5 separate regions of the Mus musculus genome follow, and regions 2, 3, 4 and 5 are each linked to region 1. A link is a contact called in public ChIA-PET and promoter capture Hi-C data. All regions are on one chromosome and are shown on one strand. Each heading gives the region's core, a stretch centred on a gene start, on an enhancer-like site or on the middle of the called end of the contact. The rest is flanking DNA. Distances are from core to core; before and after follow the strand shown. Region 1 holds the start of Lin54 (lin-54 homolog (C. elegans)). Region 2 overlaps Sec31a (Sec31 homolog A (S. cerevisiae)). Region 3 holds the start of Hpse (heparanase). Region 4 holds the start of Coq2 (coenzyme Q2 4-hydroxybenzoate polyprenyltransferase). Region 5 has its middle 35 kb from the start of Coq2.

Region 1 (3,392 bases), core at 509-3,008:
GGGGGCAACTTTTTGAGTTCCCAAGGCAGTAATGACAGCTCCAGAATTATTTATTTATATAAGACGAGCAGTTTGATTGGACAAGGGATCAATCCTTTGTGTGCACAGCTATTGACATGAGTTGGTTTTTTTGTTTTTTGTTTTTGACAGGGTTTCCCTGTATAGCCCTGGCTGTCTTGGAACTCACTTTGTAGACCAGGTTAACCTCGAACTCAGAAATCTGCCTGCCTCTGCCTCCCAAGTGCTGGGATTAAAGGCGTGCACCACCACTGCCTGGCTTCTGTTGCTGCTTTTTTGTTTGTTTGTTTTTTTATTTTATTTTATTATTTTTTCTGAGACAAGTTTCTTTGTGTAGCCCTGGTCGTCCTGGAATCTTGATTCAAGGAAAAGAAGGAAACAGTGTGTGTGTGTGTATGTGTCTTACTGAAAGATGCAGGCTGAGTGCTGGGCTCAAACTCCCAATCTTCTTCTTGCTTCAGCCTTTAAAAAGCTAGAATATGGAGGTGGGCCACCCTGCCCAGCTAAAAGCTTTATTTTATTCTTGATTTTATATGAATTGTATTTATTTTTAAGATTTTATTTTCATGCATATCTGTGTATTTGTTTGTGCCCTCAGAGTCGTGAAGAGGATGTTGGATTCCCTGAAACTGGAGTTACAGGCCTTGTAAGTCACCTGGTGTGGGTGCTGGGAGCTGAACTTAGGTCCTTTATAGGAACGGTACCGGGTCCTAACCATGGTCCTAAGCACGGAGACATCTGTCCAGTTCCTTCTAAGAATTATAATATTCAGCACAGTTGTTGAGTGTTATATAATGCATCACTGGATACCACAGTTCTTATATTCACTAATGTAAAACTGTCATTCTCCACATACATTAAACGCTATGTCATGGTGTGAGTTGTTTTGACCAGATTGCTGACACTGATAAGATTGTACTAGTCATTTTAGTCGTTGTAAAAAATCCACAGTAAACCCGGAAATGTTGCCCTTATTCCTTAGGTCCTGTTTTGTAGTAGTGGTATCAGAACTGTGTCAGCTTGGTGGAAGGAACTCAGAATTTTTCTACCAAGGTGAGGTGTGGAGGTGGGGGTTATCTAAATTTGGGGCCTCAGTCTCTCTGCCTTTTTTCTTCTAGTGATGCCCCCACAGTACCCCCAGGAATACTTGGTTGGAAAGCGATACCTTTAACTTATCTCCCGCCTCCTTCGTGTGGTTCCCCAGGTAGTTTCACGTTGTAAGGCCTTTTTAAAATTTAATATATATTTTTTATTTCTTGGATTTATAAATATCCCAGGAAATGAGATGACTGAATGCAAAGAATCCATATGTATCAGTATAAGGTGTGTTGCAAGACAAATTATCAAAAACTCCCTTTCAAGGTAACTCTGCGTGCTCTCTCAGGAGCTTTTAGGAGCCCCTTGCAACGTTCACGTCTAAACCCCAACAGATTTATTAACATTTGAGAAAGGATGCGGACTCTCTCTTCACTCAGGCGCATCACCAAGCGGGGGCGCGCTGGAAACCGCACTGACCGAGGTTTAGTCACAAAGCCAGAAGCACGAACCCACTTGGAGTTCCCCGCCTTCCCTTTGACGGAGGCCCCAGGAGCAGTCACGTGGAACCCCAGAGCGCTCCCCCAGCCCTGCGCAAAGACGCGACTCGGGTTGCCAGGGGGCGGAGCAGGGGCGCGGAAGGGGCGGGGCTCGGGCCGCCGGCGGGGGCGGGGCGGCGCGCGGGCGGGGCGGGGCGGCCCGGCGTATTATGGGATGCGGCGGTGGAATGGCGCTGGGCGTGATTTTGAACAAACCCGGGTCTGTGTTTCGGAGGCGCCGCCGCCGCGGCTGCTGGGAGCCCGGGGAGCGCGGCGCGAGAAGGAGGCGGCGCCGCCGGCTCGGGTGAGTGTCAGCTCCGGAGACCCGGGCTGAGCGGCGGGGACCGGCGCCGGGCCCGCGCTCGGGGCGAGCGGCGCGCGGGCGGAGAGCGCGGCGGCGGCTCCGGGCAGCCGGGCGGTGGGCCGGTGGGCCGCGGCGGACCGAGGGTTGTCGGGGCGCGGCGCGAGCGGCGGGCGCCGGAGAGCGCGGCTGTCAGTCGGCGGGCCGGCGCCGCCCGCCCCGCGCTCGGGAGGAAGGGCTGGGCGGCTGTTGACAGGCTCTCGGCGCGGCCCGGGAAGCGGCTGCCGGCCCCGGGCTTCTGGGAACCTGTTTTGCTGCTGTGTCATTTCGTACCAGCGCCTCCTTTCGCTGCTGCCCGGCGCCGCGTTCTTCCTACGCCCCTTTGTATGGACTCTTCTGGGTGTGTGTCCGTTTCCCTCGCGAAGCCCACCAGCCAAATGTCATAGTGTCCCCGCGGTGCACGGGGGAAGGGAGCGGGCTGGGACTCAGCCTGGTCAAGCAACGGTAAACAACCATCCGAGTGCCGGTGGACCCGGCTGTTGGTGGGGAATAAAGTTGAAAGATGGAGAAACTGGGAACCCCTTCCACGCTCAGCCTCTAGCGGGCTCTCGGTAGAAACGCGCCGGGAGTGGGTGGGAGACAGCCCTTGACTAAGCCTGAGCCTGCTGACTTTTATATGGAGGTGTCATTCAAACAAGGTAGGGAAATGAAATGGCTTCTGCTTCTTCCTTATTCTTAGGGAAACTTAAGACAGTAGATTAGCCTTGTCCACAACCCTGAGATTCAGCTTGCTGGTTTCTGTTAGGTCTTTAAGAGCTTATAGTATGACTGAATGATAAAGAATAAAGCTTTTGAACTGGCAATTAGTAAGGCTTTCTGAAGTCAAACAGCTAACTTTTGGAGGATGCTGGTCCTATTAAGCCTTGCAGCTTATATGTTCTTAATTCCTTACATGATTAATTACTTCTATTCCCTCTTGGGTGCTTATTAGACTACACCATGAGAGGAACTGGAAGGGGGTGGGAGATGGATAGGTTGTTCCGGAATCTTGTTCTAAAGCAAGCTGTTTTTTTCCCCCCTCTGCATTGAACAAGTGTTATCAGCAGCAGATGGTTTTTAATTTGGAAACTTAGATCCTAAAGTCAGTTGGCAAAGGGTTCTAGCGAAGAGCTGGATTTTCTATATGTTAGAAGTTGATGGTTATGAATGATAATAGAGTTGAATCAGTAATTTAAATTTAGTAGTACCTGAGTATCTTAAACCAACGACAAATTGACATAATGTTGTTCATGGGCAAAAATGGTCAAAGTTGAGAGGAAAACAGTTCAGAACTTTATTCTTAAAAATGAAGGGGAGAGGAGACCAATGTCTGCATGATCAGCGCCTGTAATTTAAGGATGTCCGAGAAGTCAGGCATGCATATAGAAATAGCCATACTGTCAACATAGTCCTATGAGTGGAGTAGAATGCCAGCGTTGGTGAGTGACGTTAAAGCTCTC
Region 2 (3,045 bases), core at 357-2,856, 130 kb after region 1:
TGAAAAGGACAGTGTATCTCTAAGGAATAATGAGTAACTTCTAGAAATAAAATTTTGTATATGTGTCAAATTTTGAATAGCCTCGTGTAGTAGAATAAGGAGTATATAGTTCATACAATAAGAAAATAAGAGTCTCGTAGAGATCCTGGACTGCTGAGTGGGGTGACCTAAGTGTCACTTTCAGGAGAGTACTCTGAAGGCTTCCTCACGGGAGAGATTGTGACACATGCTGCCCCCAGTCCTGGAGTGGAGTGGCAGTGGTGCAGGTCCCTTGTGGCAGAAAGTGGTCCCTGGGTCACTGTCTAGGATGAGTGGGTGCTGTTTGACTCTTTTTTTTTTTTTTCTTTTTTCCAGTTCTTGGTTTACTTTGTGTTTCTAAGAGAAAAACTTTCAAAAATATGATGGCCGTAGAGCTAGCCAGCTGGCCCACTCTCTCCCCAGAGTCACAGTGCTCATTTGATTCTGATTTCACTGCTAACTTTGAGTCTGACTTTGTTATGACCTCCGTGCCATCACTAAGGGATCATGTGAAAATTGCTATTCAGACTTCCTTGTGCTGCAGCTTAGTGAGAGCAGATCACTTGCAGGCTCCTGCTTAGGAGCTGGAGAAGTGGTCTTCGTCCCTCCCCGGTCCTGTGAGCAGGGTGGGGCAGAGGGTGCATAGCTCAGAGCAGTTGTCTTGGCTCCTGCCCTCCCACTGGAGCTGCATGGGTTCTGAAGGCTGTGTGTGCAGATGAGTGTGCCCGCTTCTGCGCCGTGCTGGGCCACAGTGGACGGGATGTGCTCAGTGTGTACTCTTCCCCACTGCTGGAGGCTTGACAGCAGCGCTGTGTCACCTAAGACCCTGCTGGACAGAGAACATTAGGTCCTACCGTAGCCTCACTGATTGTTCTGCTTGAACAGGTTCTCAGTTGGCATGGGTCCACGGCTTTGAGTGATGCTGGCAGGGCACACTTGCAGGCATGTGGCATGAGTAGGTAGATGGGGAAGTGCTGTGTGCTTAGGGTGTGCTGAGCTCCATTGCCAGGGAGAGAAACCGTCAGGATAAGAACCAGGGAAACACTGAGGGCTACATTGAGAGCAGACCAGGCTATCTAGTTAGAGACTCTGCCAATAAGTAAGTTTTAACAAATTGTAAAGTTTTGTTCCTTTGAGGTTAGTTTGCTTTTTCTGGGTCCTGTTAAGCAGGGAAGAAAAAGTATTAAAGTGATAATTTTAGAATGTCTTCCATAATACTATCTAAGTGACTTTTACATTTTATCAACAGAAAATCAATCTTTCCAAGACCAGGCATCTATATTGGAAGGTGAATTGGTTGTAAAACATACTTTAGTAAATAATTTAATCATTAAATACAGCTAATGAATGGGCATTAACAATAATGCATGTGATCGGTATCATTTTTATTTGGCTTCTTAATTGAATTAAATTTTAGAAGTGATTAAATGCATATAATGACTCCCAGTTTTAATCATGGACGCTGCCTGTCTTAGTAAGCATAAGACAGGACTGGAGTGTGCAGCTACAAGCATGAGGTGGTGGGCGAAGTTTCAGTGATTCCTCTGTGTGCTGGGACAGTCAAGAGTTTGTTAAGCAGACGTGACGCAATAGCTTGGACCAACTCCTGACTGTTCAGAGCCCTATCCGGCCTGTCTTGTGAACTTGTAGGAAGTTCTGTTTAACAACAAAGCAACTAAGTCAATAGTATTTAGGGAAAGAGTGGCTTGCCAAGCAGTTTTGTTGTGATATAATATTCATATCAGCTCAGCAAGCAAGGGGGAGGGACGAGGGGAAGGTGACTCCAAAACCAACTCACTTCCTGTCTTCATATGGTCACGCAAACACCTGTGCTTTAGCAACTGTCTGCTTCCACGGAGAGGGGTAAGGTAATCACCTTGTGATTTGGAAGCTGTCTGGTTTCAGCATGTTTTGTAATGTGCTGGTACTAAAACAGTGAGCTCTACTGATGGCCGTTTCTACCTCTGCGATGCCAGCATATTGGGGTCTCAGTTCTGAGGAAGCTTGCTGTACTTGACCAAGTTTGACAAGGCAGGGAATGCTGAGAGCTACTTACTCTTCTGCAGTTGGGTCTGCTGCTGTTTTCTTGTTTGCCCTGTGTTACTGGGCATGGAACCCAGGCCTCCCATTCTGGGCAAACATTCCATCATTGAGTTGCTCCTTGGCCTGGAAACGTTTTTGTAAACAATAGACCCATGTTCCGCATCTGTGCTGGTGTGCGTGTTGAGTTGCTCCCTTGGCAATAGAGGGCTCTCTCCTTTCTTTTTTGGACATCGAGTATGACAGAGCTGTGCAGAAGCACACTCAGCCAACCTATTTTCCCTTTATCAGGAGAGAAGAGAGAACTGACTTTGAAGGCTGGGGGTCACTTTAGACATAAGGACTTAGGCCTGAAGCTTAGGACAGTCCCTTTACATAGCAGTACTATCAGGATATGTTGTCTAAGGCAAGCCCTGTGTGACCCCGGTTGATTGGTGGAACCTGTTAAGGAGAGCGTTTAGGGTTCTGAAAGAAAATGTCTTCTATTTTAGGTCCTCAGAATGGTTGGAATGATCCTCCAGCTCTGAACAGAGTGCCGAAGAAGAAGAAGGTAATGAGAAGTTCTCTACCTGTGCGTGTCTTTATCTGTACCACCTGGAGCACAACACACTTAACCCATGGCTTTAAGGGCAAAGCTTGCCGGTTACTGTATATAAAATGCATCATACCAAGTTTTCTTCTAATCCATGGTAAAAGGAGGGAAGCTAGAGTGTCGTCAAAGCCTTACTCTGCGCTGTGACTGACACAACTGTAGTCCCCATGCTTGGGAGGACGAGGCAGGCCAGCAAGGGGACGATGGCTTAGGAACCCTGGCCTTCCTTGGCTTGGCCTGTGCTGTCATCTTCTAACAGTGTGCTTGGCAGCCTGTGACACTTTGTGCATGTTCCATGTACAAACTTCCTCTCTGAACAACGCTCATAGCAACCGAGGGCCTAGTCCTGCACTGAGCTGCACATATACCCCACTCTGCACAGTGCAGTCAGTTTC
Region 3 (3,165 bases), core at 541-3,040, 220 kb before region 1:
GTGCCTATATCGTCTTTTCTGGCATAATAGGACAAAGCAACTGAGAGTCTGGAGCCAGACCTGAGATCTAGTCAGGAAATCATCATGAGCCAATCCTGCCTCTGCTTCCTGTTAGCAACTCGCCTGGAGACCCTACGTGCTCACATCTCAGGAGGTCAGAAATGGGGGGACATGGAGAGCTTGCAGTGAGCTCCTTTCCAAAACACCCAAATACTCCAAAGGAATTGCTATAGCTTCACGCCATGACACTGGGAGGGAGGTGACAGGTGAAATCATGTCACAACACAGATGGGAAAAGGCCCCATCATCTGAGTCCCCCTTCCATAAGATTATACACCCTGGACAGTTGTCTGTTACCATGACAATTTTCTTTTTACATCCTATGGCTATAGCATATCAACTCAATGCAGGTCAAAGCATTAACTAGGCAGGTAATTTTTAAATCACCCAGACAGACAGATGGGTGCAGATTAGATATACATTTCATTAAAAATTCGTTATTATTTATTGCTTTGCTGTTGGTGCAATCTAAACGGAAAAATGTAAGTGTCATTGGCTTACTCAGTAAATATGAATGGATTACCTACTAAAGACCAAGCACAGTACCACGTATGAGCATGCCATGGGTATCCCACAGGCCCCATCTCTGCCATGGGTATCCCACAGGCCCCATCTCTGCTTCGGAGGACTTTTTAAGCCCAGAGATAAGGTGAGCAAGCAATGAGCAACATCACAAGTGTAGACAGTTCTAACATGGAGGATACTGGGAGGATGCTTGCTGTGTGTGCTATGTGAAATGTGTGGTGAGACCTCACACTGGGGAGCCTCAGCTGCCTGGAAGCTCAGGAAAGCTTCCTCAAGGGGACTGCAAAGCAGCAGAGACAGGCTGCCATCTGCTTGGCCTTGTACACCTGAGTTCAGCTAGCGCTGATGCTTGGGCAGATTGGTGTGTGTGAGTGTGTGTGTGTGTGTGTGTGTGTGTGTGTGTAGCATGGTTCAAGCTTCTTTCATGGTAACACACACACACACACACACACACACACACACACAAGCTTCAGCACTTGTTTGCTATCATTATATACCAGTGTAAAATGTCAAGGGAAAACAAAAGTTGCAGCAACCGCAAAAGATGGGTTTGGGGGAGGGGTTGCTCAGGATTCCAAGGGTAGTTGCTTGGGGGCTTCTTGCTGGGTTTTAGCGGTTGGCCAAGCCTCAGAGCAACTCTTAGGCAGGCTCTCCCAAATACTGTTTTCATAATACTGCTTTAAAAACAGGGTCCCCACCACCATCACCACCACCCCCGTGCAAGGACCGATTTCTAGTTGCATTTTAGCCAATGCTCGGATCAGGTTTTTCAAGCGACAAAGAGATACCTGAGATCCTGGGCAGAGGACATCCTAGCTCGGTCAGATTTGGGCAGGCTCAAGTGACCAGTGTCTTAAGGCAGAAGGGAGTCGGGGTAGGGTCTGGCTGAACCCTCAACCGGGGCTTTTAACTCAGGGTCTAGTCCTGGCGCCAAATGGATGGGACCTAGAAAAGGTGACAGAGTGCGCAGGACACCAGGAAGCTGGTCCCACCCCTGCGCGGCTCCCGGGCGCTCCCTCCCCAGGCCTCCGAGGATCTTGGATTCTGGCCACCTCCGCACCCTTTGGATGGGTGTGGATGATTTCAAAAGTGGACGTGACCGCGGCGGAGGGGAAAGCCAGCACGGAAATGAAAGAGAGCGAGGAGGGGAGGGCGGGGAGGGGAGGGCGCTAGGGAGGGACTCCCGGGAGGGGTGGGAGGGATGGAGCGCTGTGGGAGGGTACTGAGTCCTGGCGCCAGAGGCGAAGCAGGACCGGTTGCAGGGGGCTTGAGCCAGCGCGCCGGCTGCCCCAGCTCTCCCGGCAGCGGGCGGTCCAGCCAGGTGGGATGCTGAGGCTGCTGCTGCTGTGGCTCTGGGGGCCGCTCGGTGCCCTGGCCCAGGGCGCCCCCGCGGGGACCGCGCCGACCGACGACGTGGTAGACTTGGAGTTTTACACCAAGCGGCCGCTCCGAAGCGTGAGTCCCTCGTTCCTGTCCATCACCATCGACGCCAGCCTGGCCACCGACCCGCGCTTCCTCACCTTCCTGGGGTAAGTGCAGCCCCTAGGTTCTGTCCCTTCGTCTGTCCTCGGCTCCCCCTCGCCTGTCCAATCACACTCGCGAGGGCCAGCCACTCTCTTCGCTCAAACAACTTTGTGTTTGCTCTCTGGAGCCTCCCTCCTGTGTGCACTCACCCCTCAAAAGACTTTTCCTGATTCATTTACTCAGCGCTTGTTGCCTGGGCACCAGCCAGGTCCAGGTATGAAGTGGAAATTTGGAGGAAAACAAAAACAAAACAAACGAAGCTGTCATAAACCTTAGCACTTTGTCTGGAGCCTTTGAATTTTGCTTCAGTGTAAGACCAGTAAGCTGGTGTCCCTTAAACTCTGTTAGGAAGTTTTGATTTAAAAGAGGAAGAAAGAAAAGATAGGAAAAGCCTCTATGGAGAAGAACCATTATTCATCTTGCTGCCTTTTAAGCATTTAAACATTACTGGGCTGGGTGTGATACAGTTAATGGACTGTGTACCTCGCATGCAAGAAGACCTGCATCCATCCCCAGAGCTGTGTAATCCCTGGCATGGGCACACACTTGCAGACTGGCACTTGGGAAGTAGGTGTAGGAGGATCAGGAGTTAACGGCGATCTTTAGCAACGTAGCAAGTTTGAGGGTAGACTGGACTGAATAGGAGTGGAGGGAGGAGAGAGAGAGATGGAGAAAGGAGCCGGAGACTGACTGACTGACTGACTGGGAAAATGATAGAGGTCAGTGGGACAGACAGGAGAGAATATGACCAAAAATACACTTTATACACATTTGAAGATGTCGTGACGAAACCCCATTATTATGTATAATTAATATATGCTAATAAAAACACCATAGAGGCACGATTCTCCAAGATGAGGGTGCAGAGCGGAGGCTGCCTCATCAACTGCAGGAACCACATCTCTGGCCCCTGTTCCGTGAGTGCAGACTGTCCCCAAGATGAAAGGCTCAGGCACAGTCATAGGCCTTCTAAACTTGGGAGCCTCCAGAGATGACCACGTCCTTTGTTGTTTTTGACATTGTGTAACCACTATTGAAGGCTGACCTTGAACTTTT
Region 4 (3,118 bases), core at 364-2,863, 170 kb before region 1:
GGAAAATACCTAATAAAAATAAATAAATAAATAAATAAATAAATAAAACAAAACAAACAAACAAACAAAAAACCAAAAAAACCCAAAACCTCAAACATTTATTCCATGTATTTAGTTATTTAGTGTGTGTGTGTGTGTGTGTGTGTGTGTGTGTGTCTCCCACGGAAGGCCACAGACATCATGTCACAAAAGCAAAAGGTTGCTATTGACCCTCTATGGAGTTAACAGAACAGGGCAGAGAGCCATGGTCGCTCCTGCTTCATGCTAATAACTATTCTTTGGACTCAGTCTAGTCTTTACTTTTATAATGTCCTACTACCACTGCAGGACAAGTTGAAATGGGTTTGAGAGTGAAAAAGTTAGTGGACTTTAAAATACATTTTTTTCAAATAAAAAAAAAGCAATTTTAAAAAACAGCTTTATCATCCTTTCCCTCTAAAATAGAAAGCATTCGCAATGATTTTTGCATTTTAAATATTGTGTTGGGAACTCCAGGCAAATGGAAATAGTGTGCAAGTGTGAAAGAGCCTCGTGTTTGGCATGGCGGCACCTATGCTACCTGAAAGGGTGCTTGAAAATAAACAGCGTGGAGGCAACTTTTGGGAAAAGAAAGGAGCCTCAAAGGCCGCAAACCTGTAGAGGAGCTCAACTGGCAAGCAGCAGATGGAGCTAAAAGATCAAAGGACCAGCAGCGCTTCCCAGACTGCAAAGGCCAGCGCGCCCCCTGCTGCACCTTCCTCAAGCGCCAGGCCAGGATCACAGAACTCACTTCATAGGCTTTAAGGAAGGGCACCGAAAAGGATACACCACCATCTCAAAACACTAAAATCCAGATAAGCGACTTGTCCAGAGCCAGTCAGTGAGGGGTTACCGTGGAATAACACATACCAGGTACCTGCAAACATGCAACGGCCAACTATATTAACAAGGGTCGCATAAAGTTGGTTATTGTTTTGTTTTTCTTTGTTTTATTTTTCAAGACAGGGTTTCTCTGTGTAGCTCTGGCTGTCCTGGAACTCACTCTTTAGTAAGCTGGCCGAAAACGTAAAGATCTGACTGCCTCTGCCTCCCGAGTGCTGGGATTAAAGGAGTGCGCCACCACCACCTGGTTATGAAGTTGTTCTTGAGTGAAACTGCATCCTTTTTAGCTGTCAAACTTAGGTTCACCTCGAGTAAAGAATTTCCCTTAAGTATATAGATATAGATAGATATACTTAAATTCATATATATGTATATATATGAGTATATGTATATATGAATATACATATATAAAAATTTACATAATTTGATTTGGCTTTTTGTTTCCCTTTTAGTGTTAGAAGGTGAACATTCCATGTAGTTAACATTTTTGGACTTAAGTTTTTCTTTTTATGGTAGAACTATTCCATACAAATAAACAAACACTCTCCTTTTGAGTTCATTAAGAAGCCTGGAGATGGAGAGATGGCTCAGCGGTGAACAGCACCTGCTGCTCTCCTTACAGAGGACCCAGGTTTGATTTCTAGCACCATACGGCTCAGCCCGGTCTGTAAATCCAGTTCCAGGAGCGCGCGCGCCACCACTGCGCATGCCTGCCCGCGGCCCGTCGCCCTGGATGACGCCACCGACCGGCGTCCAGCCTGGCGCCATGCTGCGCTGGGGAGGCGCGGGGCTCGCGCGGGGCCTGCGGGCCGTTCGGTCCGCATGGCTGCGAGGTCCGCGCGGGCTCCCATTGGCCCTGGTGCGCAGCGCAGGGGTTCCGGGCGCGCGGGATCGGCGAGCCCCGGCCCCCGGGACGCAGCGGGGCCGAGCTCTCAGCCTGTCGGCCGCGGCCGTGGTGAACTCGGCGCCCCGCCCGCTGCAGCCCTACCTGCGCCTCATGCGCCTGGACAAGCCCATAGGTGAGTGGGGCGGGCTGGGCTGCGCTGCGCTCGACAGCCTGCCTGCCTGAGGAGCAGGGCCGCAGTGACCGCGACTCCGCTGCGATGCACCCATTGGGCCAGTCCCCTCGGGACTCGGTCAGGACCTTAGCCAGGGACACGCAGATTTTCCCTCGCTCTGAGCCGGGAGTCCCGGAGGCGGACGTTGATAATCACATATTCCCAGACCATTCCACAAACTCCAGACCACTCCTACCCCATTCAGATGTGAGCAGGTGCTCCTTTGCTTTCACGAAGCTTTTGATTGTTGATTTGCAGTTTTGAAGCATTTCTGCATTCATTAGTTTTCGATTTTTGCCTCCAATTATGTAAGGCCCAAGGGGCATGTAAGTAAGACTATTGAAATCAAGGCTCCTCGTCAGAGCCAGACCAGAAGGACCCCAAAAGTGTTACTACTGGGCTTTTTTTCCCCCTCATCACCGGTTACAAAGATTGAGAGCATCTGAACACAGCCGGGTTATCGTGCTTTAGAATTGCCCGCCAACGTAAACTCACACAAGCCTCTCTATGACCTTCTTTTTCTCAGTCTTTTTCATCAAAGTGCTCACGGACTATTGACACCTGTGACACAATATAAGCTCCGTCTGCACGCAAGGTTTCTGTCTAGTTGGTAAAACGATGCCCGGAGTTGTAGATGAAGTCACCTGGCCTTAGTGACAGAATGAGCTAGGAAAACTACCAGCTTTGAAAGAATTTGTTTCTGGCTGGAAAAGACAGTTGATAACCTAGGAAAGTATGGAAAAGTATCAGAGGTATAGGTCATGCACAGGAAAAGAAAAATAACTTACTGTCTCCAGAGTTCGAACAACTGAAAAAAATAGTACTCCAAAGGAAATGCTATATTATAGAGTAGAGAGGTCTTGGAGAAATATTTTCAAAATCCAAGGGTAGCTAAATATGGTGGCTCACATCTATAGTCTAACATCCAACGGCAGGAGGGCTGATTCAAGTTGCAAGTCAGTCTGGGCTTTATATTCTGAAATAAAAGCCAAACAAACAGACTTAGTGCTGAAACATTAAGACTAGGAGCCTGACCTGCAACCCTGGAAAGATGTAGGAAGAGGGATACAACTGAATTCCAGCTAATCTAGATGTCAGTATGTACAGTTTCAGCGTATGGAAGAACATCCAAATGCCAAACTTATTTGTTCTGCCTTTACCTATCCAGGACCCCCAACGTGGCCCCGTTTGGGTTTGGT
Region 5 (3,430 bases), core at 827-3,326, 140 kb before region 1:
TGTTTTCTGTTTCTTGAGACACGGTCTTGCTATGGAGCCCAGGCTGACCTCAAACCTGCACAATCCCCTGCCCTTGCTTCTCGAGGATTTAGATTGTAGGTATACAATACCACCTCTGATTGGCTTGTGACTTCTCTTAAGGTTGACGTGCACCATGTGTCACCCGTAGGCGTTGCCTATGCAAAGCATTCATCCCCAGTGGCTTCTAGGCTCCTGGATTGTCCTGCAGAGAGTGTACATCAATTTCCATGGAGTATGCAATCAAGGGGATGAGAGGAAAGAGGCAAGGTTTACCCACTGTCCTGCCTAGAACTTGTCAGACACAGCAAGTGGCTAAGTCACATTTACAGGACGGTAAAATAAGTCCCTCCCTTTGGAGGGAAGAGTGCAAAGCATTTGTGAACATATCATAAAGCTATCATAAGCTCTGTAAGGAGGTGTCACACGCAGGGCACTAGGATACATATGGATGTGAGGTCTTCATTTACTAGTGAATTAGTGGGCACCCGGATCTGGAGTTGGTAACCTTTACTATCAGTAGGACGGTATGTGCGCGTGTGTTTGTCTGGGGTTATGGACTGAACATTTATGTTCCCCCACACGTGCTGAATTAGAAGCCTAAACCCCAGTATGGTGGTGGGGTGCAGAGCAGTTAAGTGGGGTGCAGCACAGCTCAGATCTCACAGGGACAACTTCACATGGCAGCTTCATGTAAAAAGATTTCTATACTGATCCCACAGTAAGGCAAAAAGAACATTATATATTTTTTAAAATTAAGCATGTGACTTCAAGGAAGTTCTCTTGAACTTAAGAGAGTTCTAACTAAGTTCCAGAACAGCCAGAGCTACACAGAAAAACCCTATCTCAAAAATACAATGAAAAAAAAAAAAAAAGAATTCTAACTAGATGGCTTGGAGCCACTTCTTCCTAGTTCTTTCTGTTCTCTCTCAGAGCCCGAGTCAGAATGTCCGAGCGTCAGACACGCATCTGCAGCCTGGCCTTGAGGAGCTAGTGACAATTTCTCCTTTGGAGTCCCCGAAGGATTCACCCCATTCTCTTGGAAGTCTGTTCCAACCTGTTCCTTCTCCTTCCAGCCACCATTTTTAAAGCATGTTTGTGAATGGTCAGGCCCTCCTCTCAGATACCCTGGGAGGGTGTGTATAATCCCTGCCTCTATTTACACGGTTCTTGTTCTTTCCTAATGAGCTGTTTGATATTTGATTAAGTACCAGTTGTCAGGTTCTATAAATTTACTCTTTTTCAGTAGCTACTAGATATGCAGGCAGGCAGCCTGCTGTCCGGGTTATATCAGAAACCAGTCCTTACTGTAGTGCACTTGGGTCTGGCTCTCTCATCCCCACCAGATCCAGGATGAGCACACATCCCAGCTACATACCATCCTTGAGAGCTTGGTTGGCCTCCAAGATGAACATGTATGTCCTTCGCCATTTTTATTCAAGCTTTACTTTACTATTGTGTGTGCAAGTGTTTTGTGTACACGCATGTCAGTGCACCAGGGAGACCAGAAGATGGTGTTGGATCCCCTGGGACTGGAGTTATGGATGGGTGTAAGCCATCTTGTGGGTGCTGGGAATCGAACCTGGATCCTCTGGAAGACTAGCTGCTGCTCTTAACTGTTGAGCCTCTCCAGCTCCCTTCCTTCACTTTGGGTGCCTTTCTCATAACCAAGTTATCCAGGAGGCTGCATTTTTGACTGTTAAGAAAGGTCCAGGAGACATAATATAATGTCAAGCAAATAGTGGTTTGTGTATCAGGGAGACCAAAGGTGGTGGTTTGAGGGTTGGGGGGGGGGGGCTGCCTGAGAGGACACAAGAGGAAGAAGGCTCTTACAGGATGAATCTTCATGGGAAGCAAAGGAGATACTTGACTAAGACCAGTTATATAACCCTGGTCTGCTCCACTTTGCCAGGAATTCCTTGAGTCAGTTGGGAGCTTGTAGCAGGCTGGATTTAAGTCTTGTTTTACCTCAAAACAGGGATTGTAAGGAACTGTCCAAGCTAAGTTTCACTTTTGTTTGCAAATCAAACCAGGCAAAGAAAGGCTTATGTGTGGTAGGATAACAAGCCATGGGAAGCGACCTTCAGAAGGGCCTGCTTCCTTCCCTGTTTCAATAAAATTAGTTGCTCTTTCTGTTCCTTCTTTCTTGTCCTTTCTTGTTGTTGCTGTTGTTGTTGTTGCTGCTGCTGCTGTTGTTGTTGTTCTTCTTCTTCCTCTTCCTCTTCCTCTTCCTCTTCCTCTTCCTCTTCCTCTTCTTCTTCTTCTTCTTCTTCTTCTTCTTCTTCTTCTTCTTCTTCTTCTTCTTCTTCTATCTGTTTTGTTTTACTTCGTTTTCAGAGCATTTAAAACCCCAGTTTGCTGCTGAGGACCTACCTCAACGGCAGGGCATGAACTTTCATAACCCCATCCCCCACCCCAGTAGAATCTCACATAAACAAACCAAAAACCCCAAAAGCCCAACAGCAAACATTATTCTGAGAAGTCGGTGGCTTTCCTGGCTCTGTATAGCACTGATAAATAAAGAGTCTGCCGGTGACGGACAGATGTGGTGACAGACAGATGTGACTGCAGGCCTCGTCTGGCCCGCCAGCCATGTGGACCTTGAACGATAACTGGACCTTATGAGCATCAGTGTCCCCACAATAAAATGGAGATAACAGTGCATATTATGAAGTTTTAAGGATTAGATGGGATTGTTCGTGTAAAACATTAACATTCTGCCCAGATAACATTAATAAGTGGCAGACATGACCGCTCCAGGAAAACATGCTTGAATCTCAAACGCATTCTTGCTTTTCCATGTCCCATAATTACAGAGCCCTGGCTTGGGTTGATTAATGGTTGGTCATTTCTTTTTAAAGATTTATTTATTTATTTATTTAATGTAAGTACACTGTCGCTGTCTTCAGACACCCCAGAAGAGAGCATGAGATCTCATTACAGATGATTGTGAGCTACCATGTGGATGCTGGGATCTGAACCTCTGGAAAAGCAGTCAGTGCTCTTAACCGCTGAGCCATCTCTCCAGCCCCAACGGTTGGTTATCAATGGTGTTTATTAATGATTCTATTCTCTCTCCCTTGTCATAGCCTGAAACAACTCAAATCACTTGTGTGGTAAAGCCTAACGTACTTTCTCCAATCTCTCACAGAAGGCACCATGTAAAATACAAGCACTACCACACTAGACTTGACTAGAAAAGATACTAGCATTAGAGCCCTAAGAAAAGAACACACAGCCTACTGAACACATGGAAGGAACTCAGGAGCCACAGGGTTGTCTCTTCCATCAGCAGACACCAGTAAAAAAGGGACAGTGACTGGGCTGAAGGAAGATTAAATCCCTTTTCTCCACGCCTGTTTCTGACCAGGTGTTCCTGCTGGAGCAGAACAAAAAGCAGCTTCCCAAAGGA

What was found. Promoter capture Hi-C pulls out the DNA fragments that hold promoters and counts their contacts. ChIA-PET counts read pairs in DNA pulled down with a chosen protein or histone mark. Capture Hi-C pulls out chosen DNA fragments and counts their contacts.
Region 2: a contact with region 1 is called in a promoter capture Hi-C map of liver, with 1.7 times the contacts expected there. The contact joins the enhancer-like site here to the promoter of Lin54 in region 1. A contact is called at or near these places in 4 of 39 promoter capture datasets (3T3-L1-derived adipocytes, the HPC-7 cell line and liver), 4 of 115 datasets of contacts at active chromatin or transcription factors (the HPC-7 cell line, the SCID.adh cell line, microglia and 1 more) and 4 of 9 other capture datasets (adipose tissue, embryonic stem cells, liver and 1 more).
Region 3: a promoter capture Hi-C map of adipose tissue shows a contact between it and region 1. The contact joins the promoter of Hpse here to the promoter of Lin54 in region 1. A contact is called at or near these places in 5 of 39 promoter capture datasets (the C10 cell line, hematopoietic stem and progenitor cells, macrophages and 2 more), 2 of 484 Hi-C or Micro-C datasets (bone marrow-derived macrophages and natural killer cells), 5 of 115 datasets of contacts at active chromatin or transcription factors (the 230-238 cell line, bone marrow-derived macrophages, effector CD8 T cells and 2 more) and 3 of 9 other capture datasets (adipose tissue, liver and pancreatic islet).
Region 4: a contact with region 1 is called in an RNA polymerase II ChIA-PET map of effector CD8 T cells, with 135 read pairs. The contact joins the promoter of Coq2 here to the promoter of Lin54 in region 1. A contact is called at or near these places in 13 of 39 promoter capture datasets (the 3T3-L1 cell line, 3T3-L1-derived adipocytes, the C10 cell line and 7 more), 5 of 484 Hi-C or Micro-C datasets (bone marrow-derived macrophages, cerebral cortex, embryonic stem cells and 1 more), 12 of 115 datasets of contacts at active chromatin or transcription factors (the 230-238 cell line, the HPC-7 cell line, the SCID.adh cell line and 8 more) and 4 of 9 other capture datasets (adipose tissue, liver, macrophages and 1 more).
Region 5: a contact with region 1 is called in a promoter capture Hi-C map of macrophages, with 5 read pairs. The contact joins the enhancer-like site here to the promoter of Lin54 in region 1. A contact is called at or near these places in 3 of 39 promoter capture datasets (the 3T3-L1 cell line, the C10 cell line and macrophages), 2 of 484 Hi-C or Micro-C datasets (CD8 T cells and bone marrow-derived macrophages), 1 of 115 datasets of contacts at active chromatin or transcription factors (effector CD8 T cells) and 2 of 9 other capture datasets (adipose tissue and liver).

The regions. Positions count from the first base shown.
Region 1 is chr5:100,499,005-100,502,396 of GRCm38.p6, reverse strand. It overlaps Lin54 (lin-54 homolog (C. elegans)), which reads left to right and starts at 1,758. Exons shown (of 13, transcript NM_172714.4): 1 at 1,758-1,896.
Region 2 is chr5:100,367,857-100,370,901 of GRCm38.p6, reverse strand. It overlaps Sec31a (Sec31 homolog A (S. cerevisiae)), which reads left to right. Exons shown (of 28, transcript NM_026969.1): 23 at 1,268-1,306; 24 at 2,550-2,608. Among named protein-coding and RNA genes, the nearest start is that of Sec31a, 47 kb to the left of the region's middle. Within about 2 kb of position 1,606, at least 36 of the 459 cell types and tissues checked have an H3K27ac peak or open chromatin away from gene starts, as enhancers often do. A contact at or near this core is called in adipose tissue, liver, microglia and 1 more, where this site is marked.
Region 3 is chr5:100,718,341-100,721,505 of GRCm38.p6, reverse strand. Hpse (heparanase) reads left to right here and starts at 1,790. Exons shown (of 12, transcript NM_152803.5): 1 at 1,790-2,114. The coding sequence starts at 1,912.
Region 4 is chr5:100,672,751-100,675,868 of GRCm38.p6, reverse strand. It overlaps Coq2 (coenzyme Q2 4-hydroxybenzoate polyprenyltransferase), which reads left to right and starts at 1,613. Exons shown (of 7, transcript NM_027978.2): 1 at 1,613-1,880. The coding sequence starts at 1,628.
Region 5 is chr5:100,637,812-100,641,241 of GRCm38.p6, reverse strand. No RefSeq gene overlaps it. Among named protein-coding and RNA genes, the nearest start is that of Coq2, 35 kb to the left of the region's middle. Within about 2 kb of position 2,076, at least 28 of the 459 cell types and tissues checked have an H3K27ac peak or open chromatin away from gene starts, as enhancers often do. A contact at or near this core is called in bone marrow-derived macrophages and macrophages, where this site is marked.